7 separate regions of the Mus musculus genome follow, and all the other regions are linked to region 3. Evidence: chromatin contacts called from public HiChIP or PLAC-seq and promoter capture Hi-C data. All regions are on one chromosome and are shown on one strand. The core of a region is the stretch at or near the end of the contact, and the rest is flanking DNA. Distances in the headings are between cores, read along the strand shown.

Region 1 (2,700 bases), core at 200-2,699, 2.0 Mb before region 3:
TGTGACTAACCTCCCCAGAGCTAGGCAGCAGTGGAGAGGGAGAGGTCAGGAGCAGCAAACAGGTAAATCAATGGCCCCTTTGGTCCTGCCCAGGGCCAGAGGACTTCAGTCCAGCTTCAGGTCAGATGTTCAGAAGCAGATCCTGAGTAGGCCACCTGGGGGGCGGGAAACGGCACAGTATAGCATCTGGGATCCATCACTACCTTCAATTGATGTCGGCCAGGCCCCAGTGAGGGAGGAAAGGGCTTTCTCCAGGACTAAGCTCGAATCAACTGGGGGAGGGAGAGCCCTGAAGCCGGGCCACTAGGTTCCCCTGCTCAAGGTTATGGCCAGGGACAGAGGGATGCCTTCTCAAGGGAGGATGACTTAAGGAGAAGGTAGAAACTTGCTTCTGCCCAAAGTAACTGGAGTACACAGGGCAGTGTGGAGACACACCCACTTTCCCCAAGGGCTCCTGCTCCCCCAAGTGATCCCCTTATCCTCCGTGCTAAGATGACACCGAGGTTGCAGTCCTTACCTTTGAAAGCAGCCACAAGGGCGTGGGGGTGCACACCTTTAATCCCAGCACTCGGGAGGCAGAGGCAGGCAGATTTCTGAGTTCGAGACCAGCCTGGTCTACAAAGTGAATTCCAGGACAGCCAGGGCTATACAGAGAAACCCTGTCTTGAAAAAAAAAGAGAAAGAAAAAAGAAAAAAAAAAATGAAAGCAGCCACATCTAAGGACTACGTGGCACAGGAGAGGGTGAGTCCCTGAGAGTTCAGCTGCTGCCCTGTCTGTTCCTGTAAATGGCAGTGGGGTCATGGGAAAGTGAAGGGGCTCAAGGTATTGGACACTTCCAGGATAATCTTTTGGACGCCTCACCCTGTGCCAGGACCAAGGCTGAGCTTGGCAGGCTCAGAACAGGGTGTCCTGTTCTTCCCTGTCTAAAACATTCACTCTCAGCTTGCTCACCCTTCCCCAGACAAGGAAGCTGCACAGGGTCTGGTGTTCAGATGGCTTTGGCTTACAGCAGGTGTGGGTGTGGGGTAGGAGGCAGGGGGTAGGGGTGGGGGAAGCCTGTACTATACTCACTATCCTGTTTCTGACCCTCTAGGACTCCTACAGGGTTATGGGAGTGGACAGGCAGTCCAGATCTGAGCTGCTGACCCACAAGCAGTGCCCTGTGCCTGCCAGAATCCAAAGCCCTGGGAATGTCCCTCTGGTCCCCCTCTGTCCCCTGCAGCCCTTCCTGTTGCTCAACCTTGCACAGTTCCGACCTGGGGGAGAGAGGGACAGAAATCTTGCCAAGTATTTCAACAGAATGTACTGGCAATTACTTCATGGCTTCCTGGACTTGGTAAAGGATGGACTACCCCGCCCAACAGGGGGGCTGGCAGCCAGGTAGGCCCATAAAAAGCCCGCTGGGGAGTCCTCCTCACTCTCTGCTCTTCCTCCTCCAGCACACATCAGACCTAGTAGCTGTGGAAACCATGGCCCTGAGTGTCATGTGTCTGGGCCTTGCCCTGCTTGGGGTCCTGCAGAGCCAGGCCCAGGACTCAACTCAGAACTTGATCCCTGCCCCATCTCTGCTCACTGTCCCCCTGCAGCCAGACTTCCGGAGCGATCAGGTAGGACCCTGAAGGGCTGCTGCAGGAGAGGCTGGGGAAACAGGGCAGATGGGAGGAGAAGCCAAAGGTTTCACGGGCAGCGCTGGGTAGGATGGCTAGGACTCTGGGAGGCCAGTGTCCAGGCTTCTACACATGATCATTCTGTGTCCTAGGGGATGCCACATCTCATGCTGCTCAGATAGCCACTCTGACAGTAACCCCTTGCCCAAAACCACCCCATCCTGCTAACTCAGGGTTAACTCCATCTAGGATCTTGTCTAGCCTTGGAAGAGGCTAACTCCTGCCAGTATCTCTAGACAGACAGAGTCTGGGGCTCTGCTGCCCTCCAGCTGGGGTGCCTGAAGGTACCCAGAGGAACAGAGCAGGAGGAGCGGCCTGCGAGGCCATCCCTGGCTCTACCTCTCATTTCTTGCAGTTCCGGGGCAGGTGGTACGTTGTGGGCCTGGCAGGCAATGCGGTCCAGAAAAAAACAGAAGGCAGCTTTACGATGTACAGCACCATCTATGAGCTACAAGAGAACAATAGCTACAATGTCACCTCCATCCTGGTCAGGTGAAGCCCTGTCACAGCCCGGAACTGGGTGGTTTCTTGCTCTTTTCTTCTCCCATTCCTGACTTCTGTCAAAGTGAGAAGGACACACAAGCCACAGAAAACAAGAGGGAGAAGCTAGGGAGATGCCACATAAGCAGGAGATTCTGAGTTCGGTTCCCAGGAATAAGCATCAAGGAGCCGGGTGTGGTACCTAGTCCTGGGGAGGAGGGGTCAGGAGCCCTAGGACTTGCTGGGCAGCCAATGTAATCCAATCATTGAGCTCACCTTCTCTCAAAATTTAGGTGGAAGGACTGGGGAGAAGGCTCAGTGGTTAGGAGCACTGGTTACTCCTCTGTTGAGTGGAATAGCCCCGGGGCATTTCACCCTGTGCCAAGGCTTGGTCAGGGGCTTCTGCAAGGAGAACTGTGGCTTAATTGGAGCAAGGGAGAGTGGAAAGAATAGTGAAGGAGAGGGCAGGCAGTCAGTGGGGGAGGTGTGTGGGGGATGGAGGGTTGCGCCTGCAGAGGAGAGCCAGGGCCACCACCTGCATATGATAACTGC
Region 2 (2,882 bases), core at 370-2,869, 1.8 Mb before region 3:
AAATGTATGTATTCTAGTGGTTGTTCTGGGGGACAAATGGGCCATACCCACACTGCTTGCGATGACTATTTCTGGTTGTCACCTTGACTACATTTGGAATGATCTACAATCCAGAAGTTAAGTGTACATCTATGAGAGATCTTTTGCTTAAAATGGATGGATCCACTTCTCGTCTGGACCTTTAAGGCAGGAAGGAACACTAGTTTAATCCAGATTTTGAGGTGGGAAGACACACCTTTAATTTGCACCACACCTGCTGAAAATCTATTTAAAGACACAGAAGTAGGAAGTTTTCCTCTGAGCCTGCTTGCCCTCGCCTTGCTAGCAAGACCATTCCTTCCTTGGCACTAGAGCCCACTTCTTTGGGAAGCCAGAGTATACTGAAGACCAGCTGAGACACCCAGCCATGTGGACTGAGCAGAAAACTACTGGAGTCCTGGACTTTTCCATTCACAGTCAGCGATTGTTGGATTAGCTGGACTGCAGCCAGTAAGTCGTCATTCCAATAAATCATATGTATATATGTATACTATATTATATTTATTTACATATACACACATGCAAACATAGTGTTCTTCTTAAGTTGTTACTCTAGAGAACCCTGAGCAATACACTGCTAAAACATCCATCACCAAGAGATCCAAGAAACCCAGAATGTCTCTCTTTTGCACTGTACGGCAAGGTGATTCCTGTCACTAATTACAATGACTCTTGGATCATTGACTCTCCTCCCCGATCTCTACTTACACCACAGCCCGAGGGTAGGAGAGTTGCCATAGTCGGGTAAGTAGTCCCAGGCCAGTCAGAGCTACCAAGTTCAAATTGATGTCAACAGTCACCACTAGAGGCCGTTTCAAAAATCTTAACATTTTGCAGAAAAGCCAGCTCGGGAGGACTCCCTGGAAAAGAGGGAAAGAACTACCATTAAAGTAAACGGACAGCAGCCCGGGAAGGCACAAACGAGGCCACAGGGTCCTAAAGCCGCCTGGCGTCACGATGAATTTACAGCATAGCGGGTTGGGTTAATAGAACCAGAAGGACTCTTCCAGAACATACCTGTTGGAGAATTACAGTTGTGTTCAAGCACAGGGTATACATAAAAACATCTGAGGGGTGAATTCAGGAATCTCAGAACTGGATACTCATTTCTACAAGTCATTCCAAAAACACCTGCTGGGCACTTGCTAGGAACAAGGCTGCTAATGAATGAAGTGGCCTCTCCTGTCCCTTCCCAATGTGGTTGAAAACTAAGACCCTGAGGAGCTCTGGGCACTGTCATAGCCCAGTGACCTGGATGGACTTTTCCCTCTTCTGGAGGCATTCCTCTCCTCCTAGAGTTGCTTGTGCCCCGAGCCCGTTCTTTCTCTACAGTTCTTCCCACTCTGGCTTTTACAAGAGGCCGCCCTGGAAACGACTTGCTCAGCCAGGATCCGAACATCCACCGTCCCTAGCGCGCCGCCCCTAAGCCGGATCCCAGACCCCAGGAGGGCTCTCAAATCTGGCACTCCAAAACCTACGAGCGTTTCTTCGAGTCCCGTAGAGTGGCTCCCCATGTGGAGCCAGGCCTGCGAACCGCCAGGCAGGATCGACCGTTGGGGGCGAGGCCGCTCGATTACTCTGCAGCGGCCACGGATCGACGCTCAACTAGTTGTGTCTACGCGGCCGACAGACTCTGAGACGCGCGTGCGCAGCCGGAGCGCGAGGTAGTGGCGCGCATGCGCGGCGTGCTCACCGGCCATCAAAGTTGGGCATACTGACTGTCCTATCCTTAGGGCTCCCTTTCCCCTTTTTAATAAAGCACAGTGTGTTTCCACAAGCTGTTCACGTGCTCGGAGCTCTCCGTTTCGGGCCTCGCGTCTACTTTAGCGGTTTCGTTAAGCAGCGCGTTAGCTTACGGGCAGGAGTAAGAGCTTTGAAGCCTCGGGTGCGTTGTACCTCCTGGAGCTGTGTGAGTGGTGGATCGCTTTTTCTCAACTCTTCCCACACTGGAATGCCTACAAGCTGTCTGTCCCTCCTCCTCCCCAAGGTCTCAGGCTCGCTATGTAGAGGATGATGGCTTTGAACTACTGCCTTTGCTTCCCCAGCGCAGGTATTACAATCATGCCTTTTTAGGTGGGTGGGTATTACAATCACGCTCAGATGGCAAGCCAAGCCCGAACCGACTCCAGATGTTTTGCCAAAATTCAGTTTTTACAAGTTAGCTTAGCATTGGGTGACATCCGGTTTAAGATTGTAGCAATGGGGCTGGGCGATCGCTCAGTGGTTAGGAGCACTGGATGCTCTTAAAGAGGTCCTTAGGGATTTTCTTCTTCTTCTTCTTCTTTTTTTTTTTCGAGACAGGGTTTCTCTGTATAGCCCTGGCTGTCCTGGAACTCACGCTGTAGAGCAGGCGGATTTCTGAGTTCGAGGCCAGCCTGGTCTACAGATATACAGAGAAACCCTGTCTCGAAAACAAAACAAACAAAAACAAAAAAAGAGGTCCTTGATTCCATTTCCAGCATCCACATGACAGCTCAGAATCATCTGGAACCGCAATTCCAGAGAATCTGGCACCAGGCAGTCAAGTTACCACAGATACATATAAAATACATTAGTCAAGAGTGCACGGAATTGTTTGTTCATCGTTTAAGCATAGTCTACCCAAGTTCCTGCAAAGAAAGGGCGCCAGAAGATTGGAGAGCGAGCTCTTTGGGTTCCAAGTTTAGTCTGATCATGTAAGTCATGCTGGTGCTTCAGGACAGCTCGTGGGCACTCAGCTTCAGGAGGAAATTGTGTTGCTTGCTGGAAACCTGAGGTATGTATGTGGCTTTAAAAGCTAGTGGATGCTACTACCCAGACCCTTGCCTGTTCTGTAGCAAGAGGCTTATGCCTGGGGGACTGGG
Region 3 (2,906 bases), core at 271-2,770:
TCTCTCCCCTTCACCAGGCCTGTTTTCCCTCCTCAGGGGCAGAGACTTTCCATAGAACAAGAGTGCAGGGACTTCATCATTCCAAACCCCGAGCTGGCCCAGGGCCTTGCACCCGGGAGATGCTATGCTAAGGGAATGCAGAATGAATGGATGGATGGGTGGTTGGGTAATGAACAGGCACTTTGATAGGGCCCATCCCTGGACTGCCACACCTTAAGTATAACCCAGAACACCCAGAGGCAAAGTTCTCCTGGCCTGTGGCCCTGTGTTCTCAGCAGACCCAAGTTCTCAGGCCCTCTACCCAAGAGGACAGGCCCTTCCTGGACAACCAGAGGCCAGCAAGGGGGCCCCGGCTGCTCAGCAACAAACATTTATCCAGGGAGGGTGCTGGCAAGCTAGAGAGATAAACTACAGGTATTTACTGGGTGTCCACTGTGGGCCAGGCTCTGTGCCCAGCACCTCTTAGGCCTGTGGTCATTTGAGTCACACACCATTACAGAAAGGAGACACTGTACTTGGAGCCACTTAAGATGAAGTGACTGGAGGGGTGGTGCCTACCCTGGAGCCCGGAAACGTCTCACCCCAAGGCCTAAGCTCCGCTCCGCTCCACTCTATGGAGCCGAGCCGGAACTTCAGAACCATGGCTAATGGACCTTCCCACCAGAGAGGCGGGCACTCCCAGAGGCGTGTCAGATGGAAGCTCTTACAAGTCAGGCTCCCAGGGGCTGCATGCCCCCTTGGCGGCTGGCCTCTGCCGCGCTGCTCAGGGCGTGGCGCCGCAAATTCTCCCAAACCTGGCCTGGGTTTGCACACTCCCTGCAACTGGGAGCTTTCTCCAGTGAGCAGCCCGCAGCGTAGTGAAGGAAACTGTCACTCCCTGCACAGCCGAGCAGGAGTGCGGCCTCTCTGGCTCGGGGGAGGGCGGGGCACAAGGGACAAAGTCCAGGCCCAGATCCTCGCCCGCCCTATCCAGACCCTCCCCCGGCCCAGGACAGCCCACCAGCACCCCGGGACCCCGGAGAGCGACTCGGCCGCGCAGCCGCAGAGCACACGAGCGAGCCGCTCGCAATTTCTCCCTGCTCATCGCCGCCTCACTGCGCCTGCGCGGCGCGCGCGCCGGCCGAGCCCCTCCAAGGCTCGCTGTTTGACAGTTCCCACCGCGGTTCCAAGGCGCCCCGAAGGCGGTCCGCGCGGCCCGGAACGCCCGGGGCTGTGGCGGCAGCTCGAGGAGAACGTCCTCGGAGCCGGGGCAGGCTCTTACCTGCAGGGTATTCGACGTGGGTGAGGGTCACTGGCCGCCATGAAGCGGGGAGCGAGCACTGTCCGTCCGCTGCCATCTTACCCGGAGACCGGGCTTCGCAGAGCAGCCAATGGGGAGCAAGGGGGGCGGTGGTCCTGACCTATCACGCCGGGGAGACGCCACGCACCCAATCCGAGGCCGATTGCAGGTAGTGGCGCAGCCATTCAGTGTGCAGGTCGTGAGGCTGGCCCGTGCGGCGAATCAGAGAGCGGGGACTCGCGCAGCTTTGCCAGTGTCCAATCCCGTGCGAGTTCAGGTAGTTGACTAACCAATCAAGAGAATGGAGCACTCGCAGCGCAGGACAGAGCGCAGAACAGCCAATCAAAAGGTAAGCTTAGCTCGGCGTGTGGGAAGGGCGAGCCAATCAGGCGCTATCTCGGGGGGCGTGTTGTACTTTGGTGGGAGCTTTGGTTAGGCTGGCACCTGCGCCCAGAGTTAAAGCTCCTGAGAACCCAGAGCGCAGTGGAGGAGCAGCCTCAGCACCACCGGGTCTCAACCGACCCATTTGGAAAACAAAAATGTGTTCCTCACTATGAAGGCTAGGCTTGCCCCAGCATCATTCTGCCTCGTCCTCCAGGTTCTGGCTTCCTGTCCATAAATGTAAACTGAAGTCAAAGACCTAGTGCAGTTTTTTATTGCCCTTTACTGACAGACAAGAGGTGCAGTTCCGCAAAGGAACTTTTCTGTTAAAAAAAAATTATTGGTCCTCACTTCTGGGATGTAGCACATATTGTAGATATCTTAGATGGGATGCTATACGTTTCAATTACGCCGTAGCGTAGTGAGGCCACTTGGGACCATTTTCAGTATAATCCAGATGTTCCATCTACCCTTCTCTGTTTCCCCATTCTTGAAGAAACATTCTTGAAGAAACAGCCACACCTCCCACCCACGTCCCCTTTCTGAACCAACTCTCTCCAGACAGACCTACTTACTGTCTAGGCCAGATTCCAATTCCTCAAATTTCTCTGCAAGGAATGGGCACACACACTCCTGCCCCATTTGCCTGGCCCAGGCTGACTTGTCAGTTCATAGCTTCAGGTTCTGAAAATTAAGAGAAGGGCCTCCACAGAAGCAGGGGGATCTCTGTGAGTTGGAAGCCAGTCTGGGCTACCTCAGAAAGGGGGTGGGGGAGTTCCAGTGGTCTCCCACAATTGCACCTCCTTTGCCTACCTCATCTCTGGCTACACTTGACTGTAATTATTTCCTTGTCTGCCTCTGCCAGTATGCAACGGTTCTCTGACCTCTGACTAAGGCCCAGAGCATGTACAGTAAAAAAATAAAAATAAAAGCAGGTTCCGGGTCTGCCTTAGACCTGGGGGTACCCAGTAGGTCTAGGTTGGAGCCTTGGCCCTCCATATTCTATGTTCTGAGGTCACTAGCTACAGTGGCTTAGTCTGGCAGCCCGTGGAAGCCAGAATTGTAGGTTACTCTAAGTAGGCTGGGGACTCAGAATCCCCCAGTGGTGTTCAGCTTGTCTTCCGTCTCCCTACCCAGCCTGAACTTATCCAGCTGGGCCCACCTCCTAGTCACCTGCCCTTAGCTCTCTCTCTCAGGCAAAGTCATTATTAGCCTTTGAAAGAAAGAGGTGTGAGACGTGGTCATG
Region 4 (2,968 bases), core at 325-2,824, 1.9 Mb before region 3:
ATCCCGAGGGAAAGCTGAGTTCTAACATCCATGCCTAGAGAGGCTCGAGGGACAGCTAGGTGGCATCTGGGTGGCATGGCTGTTCCTTGCAGTCCTGAGTCTCATGTTCATCGCCTGACTCTCACAAGCCTGTCTGAAGCTGTTCCTTCAAAACGAGCAATCCTTTTCTCTCAGTCTTTCCTTCCAGGCTCCCACTCTGGCCCAGGCCATCTAGAGACTTATGATAGAAAAGTCTGGTACAAATTAAAACAGGCCTGGATGAGGCTGGGTCTTTCAGGAGCTCTGGCCACTCCATGGTTGTCTTAAGGCCTCAACCAAGTGCTTCAAGTCTGTGCTGACATAAAAGCAGTTGGGCTGGTGGACTGGCAGCACCTCTGCTCGAGGCAGGCAGCAAGACTGGAGAGTCCAGCAGCGTCCAGGTAAGTGCTCCACCCCATTTCTCAACCCCCTAAGTATTCATAGCAAATGAACGTCAGGAGCAATCAATGCTCACAGGAAGAATTGAAGACCAGGCATGATGGCGCACGCCTTTATTCTTAGTACTCAGGAGGCAGAAGCAGGAGGTCTCTCACTGTGAGTTCAGAGCCATTCGTATCTCCTTTGCAAGTTCTAGGCCAGCTTGGGCTACGCAATGAGACATTTGTCATAAAGAAAGCAAAACAACAACAACAACAACAACAGAATTTAAAAGCCAGGTTGTTGGAGTTGGAGTGAGAGTTGGAGTGACTGCTCTTCCAGAAGCCTAGTTTCAATTCCCAGTACCTACTGGTAGCTTTTAACTGTTAGAAAGTTCACTACCAGAGGGAACCGACTCCCTCTTCTGGTCGCTGTGGGAACTCCAAGCATGTGGTACAAAAACACGGGCACGTAAAACAGCCATACATATAAAGTAAAGTGGAAAAAAAAAAAAGTGTACTGCTCTTGCATAGGACCAGAGTTCAGTTCCCAGCATTTAAAATGGGCAGCTCACAACTGCCTGTAACTACAGCCTTATGGGGATCTGACACTCCCCAGGCACTTCAGTCATGTGCACAGACCCATAACACACACACAAGCACATATAAATAAAATTATTATAAATATTTCCTTTTTTTAAAAAGCCAGGCATGGTGGTACATGCTTGTTACTCCCACCCTCAGAAGGCTGAGGCAGGAGAATGTTTGGGGCCAGCCTGGGCTTCAGAGTACCAGACAGCAAGGGCTATGCGGTAAGAATCTGTCTAAAAATCAAGAGATTTTAACAGATTCATAGATACTTAAATAATGCGCCAGGGAGAGGGAGGTCTTCCTAAGTGTCTCAGGATGACACGTTCTCACGTGGCAGGAGGCACTGATGGGGTTAAGCATAAGGCAGGGACGGTCCTAACCCTGTGGGTGACAGGATCTCGGCTGTGCTAGGGAAATAGGGGTCAGTGGGCTGGAGACCTTGGTCTAGTCCAGCACTTGAGTGTGCGTCTCGTCGGGAGGTGGAGCCCCATCCAGGCCCCGCCTCCAGGTAAAGGGGTCATTCTGGAGTCACTGAGGCTCTTCAGGGACACGGCCTTGAGTGCCGCGCCTCATGCGCGCATGCGCTCATGTCCCCGGAAGCGATGCGCACAGCATCCGTCACTACGTCCAGGCGGGAGCGGGCAGAGTCGGTGAATGTATGTCCGTCGCTCCGGATATGGCTTCGGCGGGAGGCGGCGGCTCGGAGAGCGCCGCGCCCGAGGCCGATCGTCCCCAGCCGCGGCCGTTCCTCATCGGCGTGAGCGGCGGCACCGCTAGTGGCAAGGTGAGCGCCCTGCGCCTGGGCCTCGCGGAGGGATTGCCAGGCCGCTGGTTGGGGCGCCATTGCCTCTGGCCCAACCGCGGCACCTGTTGCTAGCAGCTAAGGGGGTCGTCCCCAGGGGCTGGCGGGTCACTCAGTGCACAAGCTCACTTTTGGCACCTTCTGTCCCCAGTCAACAGTGTGTGAGAAGATCATGGAGCTGCTGGGACAGAACGAAGTGGACCGCCGGCAGCGCAAGTTGGTCATCCTGAGCCAGGACTGCTTCTACAAGGTTCTGACGGCCGAGCAGAAGGCCAAGGCTTTGAAGGGACAGTACAATTTTGACCACCCAGGTACCTGGAGAATGTCTGCCTGGAGAGCTGGGGGTAGAGGATAAACTGCTGTGAGATATGGGCTCTACAGAGATTGCAGACTGCCAGACAGATACAGAGATGTGTATGGATGCAGACTGCTGGACCAGGGCTGTAGGAGATGTTTGTTGGATGCAGACTGCCACCGAGGCTGTCCAGGGATGTGTACATAGGATGCAAAGTGCCAGACTGAGGCTGTCCAGAGAGAACTGCTGGACACCAACTGCCAAGGGGGGCGGGGATTGAATGCAGCAGCAATGGGGCTCCGTGAAACATTACCCTCATTTCCCTTGGTAGTGGGCCCACAGAAAGGTAGGGTTTGCTGAATTCCATGAGCCTGGAGTGACTCAAGATTTTTGCTAGAGCCACTTAGGAAGGAGGAGCCAGGAGATGTTGAGGATCGCTTCTTGATGTGTTGAAATCTCTGCCTGGCACCTTGTTGCTGAGGAGCCCTTTGTACACCCTACCTACCGCCTGCCTGACCTTTGGATTCCCCAAGCTGTCTCGGGGCAGTCAGTCTTCAGGGAGGCCAGTTGTAGAAACAGAGGTTAATCTGGGGCTCAGGCCTTGGAGCTTCCTGGCCTGGTAGGGGCCTGTGTTCCTGAAGGTTTAAGCTTTCCTAGGGACTCCTGAAGGTCAGAGAATAGGACTCTTAACTTTGTTTTGCCAGATACAGAGGAGCAGAGGCTCAAATGATCTCTTTCCCCCAGTGTCAGCCAATCAGAAAGTCTTTGTTCCAGTTTCTGGTGGGACAACCTTACCCTTCATCCTGGGGTGTGCTGTGGGGTCCTCAGCACCCCTGGCTCCCAGCTGCGCTGCCCTTGGGCAGAGGTGGTCCTCCTCCTCTGCTG
Region 5 (2,922 bases), core at 199-2,698, 1.9 Mb before region 3:
CATTGCAGGATCCAAGCCAGAGCCTCATACATGGTAGGCCACCACTCTTGCAAACTACGCTGAGTACTGAACAGGCCCTTGTATATACTAAACAAACACCCTAACAACTCAGCTCCACTCCTAACTCCACTGGGGCCGTTTTAGCAACACATACTAAAGGTACACCGCAGTACTTCCTAAACCTGCTTCCTAAGTTTACAACATGACAGAAGGGCAGAAACCGTGAAGCCACGGCTTTAGTGAACATGGGAACAGAAAGGGCACAGCCCTTGTCATCGCAGAGAGAAGTCTCTACAAATCTATGAAAATGCCAAACCAGACTTTTATGGTTTTTTTCTCTCAAAAGAAGCATGGGAAAGTGATGTTTCCCGTGAGATGCCTCACCCGCATCCCGTGCTTCTCACCACCCCAGTTGGAAAAGACATTCTGGCTGAATTTTAAGTTAAGTTCAGTTCCCCAAGACACTGATCAACACTATAACATGCGTTTTGCTCCAGAGAGATTACAGTCTCTCTAGAGAGCAGACAACCAAATCCAAACCAAACCAATCCATGTCAGCAAGGGGTGCTGACAGTGTTGTGCTCACACTAATGCTAAGTTAAGGGAATGCGGGCGCCTACAGCGTCTCCGCACTAGATTCCACACTTGGGCTCCCTTCCAGGTGGAAATGGGTTCTCCACCAGAGAAACGGGAAAAGGGGCAACAACATTAGGTGAGCAGGTGGAGCAATCCAAACCAGACTCGGAGTAGTAATGACAGTTTCGAGGGGGGACTGTGACGTAACTACATTCCACTCCATACTACCAACGCCCGAGTCGCCTACAGGGCCAGGACCGAGGACCTTGGAGACAGGTGCCCTGGGAGGTCTGGATTGGAGCGTCCGGAGCCGGGGGCTAAGAGACCCTGTGTCACTGACCAAAGTCACCTAGGGGCGACTGAGAGGGCGGGGGCTGGGTTGCTGAGGGGGCGGGGCTGGCTGAGAAGACTTCACTGGGGGAGCCCAGGGCGCTGAGGGGTTCTTCTACCCGTGTGTCTCGGGAAAGACTCGGACTCTGGTCATGGGTCCTGCCGTTGGAGGAGCTCGGGTGGGGTCAAGGGGCCGCGACCCGGAGCGCTTTACCTTTTTCTTGGCCGCAGCCAATTTGCTCTGCCTGGTTTCTTCCGACATCCCGGGGCGGGGAGGGGGGAAGCGGGGGGGCCACATCACCACGATCCCGGCAGCCACCGCGAAACTGCTTCCGGAAGCTACGGCTTCTCTACAAGGGCCAGAGAAGGCGGGTGCAGAGCGCCCCTTGGACGCTCGGAAACCCAGCGTGACCTACCTTCTCCAAGCCCATTGGCTGATGAGAACGATGAACGACAGGGAGGCGTGGCCACGCGGTCGCGAGGCCTGAGCGACGGGTGGAGTTAACGACGAGAGCTGCGCGCGCAGCCATGACCCCTCACAGCGGCCTATGGGAAGCAGGGGCGGAACCGCTTTAACTTGGTGCGTGCGCAGCCTGACGTGGGGCGGTTGGTGGTCTCCGTCGTCGGTTTCTAGTTCCCTGAAGCAGCCGTTTAACCCCAACCCTGGACCCTTCCGAGTTTAAGCCCACCCCACTCCGGGTGCCCCGGACCTTAGGGTTCAGGAGGTGGGTGAGGAGCGCGCCGCGCTTCGTTTTCCAGCCCTTGCCCGACCCCTCACGCCTCCTCACCAGGCCTCTCCGTAACCCGTTCTCCACACTTTCCCCTTCCCACGATGCGCACCCCGACCCCAAAGACCCCCACCCCATCCCAGTAGCTGGGTCCCGACCCAACCTCTTGCAGCTGCGGCTCCCGCGCCCCCTCGGTAACCCCATCCTCATCAGCCTTTTTCTCGGGTTCCTCCCCAGGGGTGAGTCAGAATTCAGCCGACTTTACCATGGCGGCTACCGATCACCGGTGAGTATATCAGCCCCACCCCTCTGCATCCCAGCACCCGCCGGTCGCCTCCAAGCTTAGCCCTTTCCTAATTCCACTCCTTCTCTTTCCTTTCTCAGACATGGGTTCCTCCCCTCCCAGTCCTACCTGCCCGATGCCTACGCTTCTCCAACCGCTCTTGCTCGTTGCTTTGTCCCCTCACCCAGCCTGCCACCAGTCCCTGCATGGTTCCCCAGTCAAGAAATATGTGCATCTTTATGCTGACCACTCCCAATGCCACCCCCAAAACTCAAAGTTATTCATTTCTCATCCTCAAAAGATGAATTTTTAAAGTACTCTTTTAGATGATTCGCTTCTTTTTAGTAATTTCTTTTTTTTTTATACCCCTTCCCTTTGAGACAGTTGTCAATACCAAAGATTAGAGGAGAAAGACCCAAATCATAGTGGCCAACTCAAAGCAAACAGTTGGTTAAAGCAAACATTTTAATTCGTGTAAACGGGTCCCTAAGGCGGAGCTCGAAAAGTCAGCCTCGGATTGAGGACGACAAGGCTTTTTAGAGTTCAGGGGTAGGGGGTTTCTAAATGGGGACTTGGTGGGGTTACAGAGGCAGAACATAAGCATACCCGTTAGTCCAAATGACCTCCTCAAAGACATGATTGCAAGATGGGCAGAACAAGGTCTTCCTTTTGAAACAAAGGTGGGGTTGCAAGATGGTTATAAACAACTTTTTGGAACAAAGACAAGACTGCCATCCCTGTAACAGGCCATGCAGAACCATTTGAAGTTAAGGTTTTAGGTGGGGCATAGCCCAATTCCTTGAGAAGCAGGTTTAATCATAAAGAGGATTGAGTGTATTTTGTACTTAATAAGATGGCTTTTAAGCCTCAGATGGAGGCAGGCTGGTCCCAGACTCAGGCTGTATTCAAGGATGCCCTTTTGTGGTCCCACACTAGTTTAATACTCTTCATCCTCCTGCCTTAGCAACTCAAAATGCTAGAGAGCCAGGATAAATTATGGGGACT
Region 6 (2,700 bases), core at 76-2,575, 1.7 Mb before region 3:
GCAGCTAGGATCCCCAGGGCAGTGCCCCAAGTCTCCTGAACTGGAAAGCTGCTGGCATCCAGAAGTCAAAGGGCAATAGGAACACCCCCAACCCCAGGACCCGAGAAAGACAGAACTACACTACCCAGAATTCCTAGGGTTAGAAAAAAAGGAAATGTCGTTTATGCAAGAAGAGGCTCAACTCCCCCAGCAGCTGCAGAGAGGTGGGAAAGAAGAGAGAGAGAGAGAGAGAGAGAGAGAGAGGGGGGGGAGAGTGTGCTGAGTGCCAGAGCTAGGGAGGAGAGCCGGGCGGGCTGGAGGAGGAGGCGGTGCCTACCCGCCTGCACGCTACCGCCTGCGGACCTGCATCCCACGGGGCGCACGGGCGAGCGCAGGTCCTGCGTGCGCCGGTGCGCGTTGTCGCGCGGCTGCGGACGAACACAGGGGCCAGACAGGCGCAGGGACCGAGTTTCTGCAAAGTTTGACCTGGTTGCCTTTCCGATGCTGCAGCAGAGCGAGGCGGCGCGGGGCGCGCCAGGCGGCTGCGGCGCGGCGGCGGGGCAGAGCGGTGACAGCACGCTCATAATGATCATAAAATAAGGAGGCGCTCGGGGTGGGGGCGAGAGAGCCCCGAGCCTCAGCCCTCCGCCCCCGGCCATCCCCACAGCAGCCCGGAGCCAGGAGGGGCTTGGGGATCCGAGGCGCCCACGCCATCCCCGGACCCTAGTAGATAAGAGCCAGGGGACACTGCCCAGGGGAGGGGGCGCCCCGAAAACGTGCGGGCAGAGAGGTTAGGGAAGACCGGAGGGCGGTGACCCAGGCACCTGGAGCGGCCCTAGGGGCAGGTGAGTTCGTGACGCCCCCTGGGTGGGAACCTGACTGCCAAAGTTCCTCGGCGGAGGCGCGCGCTCGGGACGCGCTGGGCTCAGCTAAGGCTCAAGCTTGGTTAGGGGAAACCGAGGCACGCGGTGGGGCGGGGGGGGGGGGCAACACGCCTTCTTGGTGTCCAGCCACCTCTGCCGGCAAAGGGCAGAATGCCTTAAAAGACCGGCCTGGGCTTGGCACTGAGGCCCCGGGGATCGAGACACTGGAGCGAGAAGGGGCGTTTCACGCTGGTGGCGTGGTACTGATGCGCAGTACCCGAGCCGGGAGGTCCTAGTGACCCACTGCGGTGGCAGTCTGAACGACCCCTCACCCCTCCCTCGAGCTAAACCGGTGTCAGCGGAGATGTCACGGGAGGCGATTATTCGCTGGTGCGCGCAGTCGTGCGGCCGCCACTGACGGGGCGGGCGGAGGGGGGCGCCACCTCCGGGGAGACCGCCCAGAGCTGCGCCGTCAGCTCCACAGCCCGTGCCCGGCGCACAGGCATCGCCGCGCCCTCGAGTCCCCCGCAGTAAAGTTCGGCTCAACTTTGCCGCCCTGTGCCTTCCACCTCTCTGCAGGTCCTCGGCGGCCGAGGCGAAGCAGGCGGCGGCGGATATCCGAGTGCAGTCCCGGAGCCCTGCGCGGCAGTCAGCGGCTACAGCGACAGTGGCAGAGGAACGCGCGAGTGGGCGCCGGAGGGGACCTGGCGAGCACCTAACCCGGAGCGCACCTCTCGGAAGGGCGGGTGGATACGGGCCTCACAGGACGTCGGACCTCTGCCGCTTGAATCGGAGCTCACGCTGCAATTGATTGGGCCCCGCCGGGCGGGCGCGTGTGTTCCAGGGAGCCGGTGCGGAAGGCAGAAGGGCAGGAAGTCGGCGTTCTGCAGCGAGGGTGGCGCGACCGCGCGGGGACCGAGCCTTCCTTATTTATGTGCCTGGCAGAGCCCGTCTGCTTCCTGCGAAGACTTCAGGGAGAGTGTCCGAGCTGCCATCCCCAAGTGTGAGGACGCAGCGCTGGATGTCAGAAAAACATGCTTCTCCATTAAACTCCAAACTTTTCTTTTTTTAAACCCAAAGAATATCGGTGGCTTTTGCCCACTGCTAGAAGAGGGAGCCCAGGGCTCTTGAGATGCAACAGAACCCATATTTATAACAGGACCCGGCAGTGCTATGCAAACCTCCTCTACTCCTTAAGTTCTCTAGCCTATGGATCTCGATTTTGAGTTTTGAGATTAGATTGAGCGCTCTGCACTGGGTCCTGCAACCTCCATCCTTTCAATGCCCTGTTATTTTTGGGACTGCTGGCCTTCCCTGGAGATTAGAGCGGTCCTGTGTGCCATGGGCTGTATTCAGAGCATCGGAGGCAAAGCCAGAGTCTTCCGGGAAGGGATTACCGTGATTGATGTGAAAGCCTCCATCGACCCCATCCCCACCAGCATCGACGAGTCCTCCAGCGTGGTATTGCGCTATCGGACACCCCACTTCCGGGCCTCAGCCCAAGTGGTCATGCCGCCCATTCCCAAGAAGGAGACCTGGATCGTTGGTTGGATTCAGGCGTGCAGCCATATGGAGTTTTACAACCAGTACGGGGAGCAGGGCATGTGAGTACTCCTGGGGACAGGCTGGGGGCCTTGAAGGCTCGGGGAGGCTGGAGCAGGGCTGCAGGGGTCTTTAGGCAGGGGTGGAACTGTCTCCAAGCCTTCTTGGGTCAGGCAACTCTGGGGAGCCTTTATGTTGATTAGGGTCCTAGCTCAGCTAGACCTGCCCTGCCATTATCCCTGGTGCCCAGGGTTGTTCTGTCCTCCCTGGCAAGATGCTGAGAGAACAAGAACCTGTGCCCCTTTGGTAAAGCAAG
Region 7 (2,700 bases), core at 179-2,678, 1.6 Mb before region 3:
GCTGGTGGACGGGAAGAGACACCTATCTGGGTCTAGACAGTCCATGGAAATAAAGGAATTAGGTCGAAACACTTCAACAGGACCACAGCCCTGGCATCTCCAACGACCTCCAGTTACCTCTAGTGTGCTAACCCTACCAGCTAGCTCCTCGACAGGGGCCTGGAGTTTGTCACTCTGGGTGTCCAGGGACCAAAGGGGCAAATAAGAAGAAATGCCTCCCCTTATATCAATTGGCATACCTCAGCCCCAATGTACTAATAACTCTAGGGTAGAGTGTCTAGCATGGAGAAAATCTTAAGTTCAGTCTCCACTGTAGAGGAAAAGAGAGAGAGAGAAAGAGAGAGAGAGAGAGAGAGAGAGAGAGAGAGAGAGAGAGAGAGAGAGAGAAACTAACTTCGCGGGCTGTCTCCCTAGCGCTGGACCCCAGAAGATGTAGGCTCCTTACTTTCCTGAGCCCACAAAGTGACCCTGCAGGAAGCGAGAAGCTCTTACTGAGACACCAGTCACATCTGAACACAGATCCTGGGAACCCTAAAGCCTCAGGCTGTGCCACCTCTGTGCTTTGCCAATCCAGGAGGCCCTGACACCGTTTCTTATCTCCTGGGATCTACACGCTCAGTAGCAAACGTACGGAGCTGCTATTGTGTCTCTGGCAGCAGCGGAAGGATTTCTTTCTAGAACTTCCCCAGGACCAGGACCAGCATAGAAGAAAAAAACAGTCCCTTGGGCAACTTTTCTAAAAGCTGGTGCAAAGAGCTGTGTGTTAGAGTTGGAGGTGGGAGGCAACAAGGAAATGCCAGCATTAGCCAGCTCCTAGTGTTAAGTTCTGCGGGTCTATGGAGACAGCACTGGCCCTGGGGTCTCTCCTGGCGCCAAACCCCTTAGGTGGTCCCCAGCCGGCTCCCTCACCCGCCCCACCTCCCTGGTCGAGAGTTACAACTTGCAACTGGAGACGCCAGGCAGAGAACTAAGGGGTGGAATGGACTTACCTGGAGTTGGAGGCCACACAGCAGGGGCCAGGGATGCAATTGCAGAAGGCCAGGGGTAGGGGAGGAAGGGGCTGATTTTGTCTGGGGGGAAGGGGTGGCACAGTGCGGCACATGGGACCCACACGCTGTCCCACACAGTGACGCGGCTTACCCGATTGATCTCCTCGAGCCTCTTCTCCTGCCGGGCTTTGAGCAAACCGAACGCCTTCCCTCCTGCGGGAGACAAAGAGTCGGCGGGGAAGCTAGGGTACCAACCGGGCCACGCGCCCCCTCCGAGTTCCCGCGCGCGCCGCACAGCGCACACAGGTGGCGACCCAGGGACGTCCGGCGCGGGATAGCGCGGGGACAGCAGGCGCCTACCTTGGAACCTGTTGCTGAGTGCGACCGACATGGTATGAGCCCGACTCCGGACAAGGCCAGGGACAACAGGGAGGAAAAGTCGTCTGGTCCAGACCTTCGGCAGCGTGTGGCGACGGGACCCAGGGGCGGAGGGACCTCGCGGCCGGACACACCCCGCCCCTCCGGCGGCCCGCCTCCTGCCCCCCTCCCCGCTGCCGCGCGCACCCGGGGCATCAAAGCCCGCTGTTTAGCCGGACGCTTAGCCCGCCGCCGCCCCTCTGCTGGAGGACGCGGAAAATGCAAGATGGGAACGCCCTCTTTCCCCATCACCAGAAGAGACAATATCACATCTCACTAAGAACTTTGCAGAGCTGGTTGTGAAGATCAAGTGCCAATAGAGGCTGTCACCTCACTGTCACCTTTGCCCGGCAGTGCCACGATAACACCGATATTTTAGATAAATACGTGTGTTGGTGCAAATACGGTGTACCTGACACTTGGTCTTTGTGTGTCATTTCCCCTAACTACAAAGTAGTACCGGTATGCCTACTAGATAGAAAAGTCTGGAAGCTGAAGCTGGGACACGAGTCCTCTAGGGTGGTAAAGAAGCAGCCTGTGACTTGAGGAGAAGCCAGGGTGGGCATGCAAGAACTAGGAACTTGTAAAGAAAGAGATCATGAATTCCAGTGTCCAACCTGAACAGACTAGAGACCCTTTCTAGAGACAGGGTCTCCCTCCATTGTTACATTGTGGACACAGGCACAGATCAGGATTGCCCTAACCATGGGATCCAGGAATCCCTGTTCCCCTGACTTATTTCAAGTCTACACTCCTTAGATTGGGATCCTGGGACCAGCTGACTGTGGGGACGGGTAGCCAAGCTCACACAGGGGAGTCCAGTGGTCCAGATAGAATGCTATGGGGCTAATGGGAGGAAAGATGCTTGCGAGGCAGGGCTCCTGCTCTTAGGTTCCTCCCACTATGCATTCATTCATTCATCTGAAGCTGGGCACTTGACACAAGCTCCCTAAGCAGCAGAATAGGAGAAACAGGAGCAGGGACTGCACTGTAGAAGGTAGGCCCACAAGGGCTTGGGAGTTCAAAGCCTGCATGGTCGTGTTCCCTCTGAAAGCTCGGGCAGGAACTGGACTCAGAACAGGGCCCTATTGCTCTGGTCACAGGCTGCCCATGGTCCCAGCTAGCTGGGTTAGCTGTTGTTGTGTGACCAACTTTTCCTGAGGAGATACAACACACACGTTTACTCACCCCAGTTTAGGAACCCACGAGAGATCCAATTACAGATATCACCCAAGTCCAGCTTGGTGACCCAGTAAGCTTTATTAGGGTTATTTACAAGAATATGGGTGAAGAG

The links. Promoter capture Hi-C pulls out the DNA fragments that hold promoters and counts their contacts. HiChIP or PLAC-seq counts read pairs in DNA pulled down with a chosen protein or histone mark.
Region 1: a contact with region 3 is called in a promoter capture Hi-C map of cranial neural crest. The contact joins the promoter of Lcn2 here to the promoter of Dolpp1 in region 3. A contact is called at or near these places in 2 of 39 promoter capture datasets (cranial neural crest and liver) and 1 of 9 other capture datasets (liver).
Region 2: a contact with region 3 is called in a promoter capture Hi-C map of hippocampal neurons, with 3 times the contacts expected there. The contact joins the promoter of Pomt1 here to the promoter of Dolpp1 in region 3. A contact is called at or near these places in 5 of 39 promoter capture datasets (cranial neural crest, frontonasal cranial neural crest, hippocampal neurons and 2 more) and 2 of 9 other capture datasets (adipose tissue and liver).
Region 4: a contact with region 3 is called in a promoter capture Hi-C map of liver, with 4 times the contacts expected there. The contact joins the promoter of Uck1 here to the promoter of Dolpp1 in region 3. A contact is called at or near these places in 3 of 39 promoter capture datasets (liver and pre-B cells) and 1 of 9 other capture datasets (liver).
Region 5: a contact with region 3 is called in a promoter capture Hi-C map of pre-B cells, with 2.6 times the contacts expected there. The contact joins the promoter of Swi5 here to the promoter of Dolpp1 in region 3. A contact is called at or near these places in 3 of 39 promoter capture datasets (cranial neural crest, liver and pre-B cells), 1 of 115 datasets of contacts at active chromatin or transcription factors (forebrain) and 1 of 9 other capture datasets (adipose tissue).
Region 6: a promoter capture Hi-C map of cranial neural crest shows a contact between it and region 3. The contact joins the promoter of Fam78a here to the promoter of Dolpp1 in region 3. A contact is called at or near these places in 2 of 39 promoter capture datasets (cranial neural crest and pre-B cells).
Region 7: a contact with region 3 is called in an H3K4me3 HiChIP or PLAC-seq map of stem cell-derived neural progenitor cells, with 12 times the contacts expected there. The contact joins the promoter of Aif1l here to the promoter of Dolpp1 in region 3. A contact is called at or near these places in 2 of 39 promoter capture datasets (cranial neural crest and liver) and 2 of 115 datasets of contacts at active chromatin or transcription factors (astrocytes and stem cell-derived neural progenitor cells).

What each region holds. Positions count from the first base shown.
Region 1 is chr2:32,386,488-32,389,187 of GRCm38.p6, reverse strand. Lcn2 (lipocalin 2) reads left to right here and starts at 1,449. Exons shown (of 6, transcript NM_008491.1): 1 at 1,449-1,608; 2 at 2,024-2,160. The coding sequence starts at 1,471.
Region 2 is chr2:32,235,377-32,238,258 of GRCm38.p6, reverse strand. It overlaps Pomt1 (protein-O-mannosyltransferase 1), which reads right to left and starts at 1,619. Exons shown (of 20, transcript NM_145145.2): 1 at 1,518-1,619; 2 at 748-899. The coding sequence starts at 1,553.
Region 3 is chr2:30,390,868-30,393,773 of GRCm38.p6, reverse strand. Dolpp1 (dolichyl pyrophosphate phosphatase 1) reads right to left here and starts at 1,520. Exons shown (of 8, transcript NM_020329.4): 1 at 1,262-1,520. The coding sequence starts at 1,337.
Region 4 is chr2:32,258,711-32,261,678 of GRCm38.p6, reverse strand. It overlaps Uck1 (uridine-cytidine kinase 1), which reads left to right and starts at 1,574. Exons shown (of 7, transcript NM_011675.2): 1 at 1,574-1,770; 2 at 1,940-2,099. The coding sequence starts at 1,645.
Region 5 is chr2:32,286,595-32,289,516 of GRCm38.p6, reverse strand. It overlaps Swi5 (SWI5 recombination repair homolog (yeast)), which reads left to right and starts at 1,448. Exons shown (of 5, transcript NM_175190.5): 1 at 1,448-1,631; 2 at 1,872-1,920. Golga2 (golgi autoantigen, golgin subfamily a, 2) reads right to left here and starts at 1,191. Exons shown (of 26, transcript NM_001080968.2): 1 at 1,121-1,191. The coding sequence starts at 1,168.
Region 6 is chr2:32,082,330-32,085,029 of GRCm38.p6, reverse strand. Fam78a (family with sequence similarity 78, member A) reads left to right here and starts at 1,325. Exons shown (of 2, transcript NM_175511.4): 1 at 1,325-2,446. The coding sequence starts at 2,124.
Region 7 is chr2:31,949,031-31,951,730 of GRCm38.p6, reverse strand. It overlaps Aif1l (allograft inflammatory factor 1-like), which reads right to left and starts at 1,428. Exons shown (of 6, transcript NM_145144.1): 1 at 1,350-1,428; 2 at 1,141-1,202. The coding sequence starts at 1,380. It overlaps Lamc3 (laminin gamma 3), which reads right to left. Exons shown (of 28, transcript NM_011836.4): 28 at 2,648-2,700.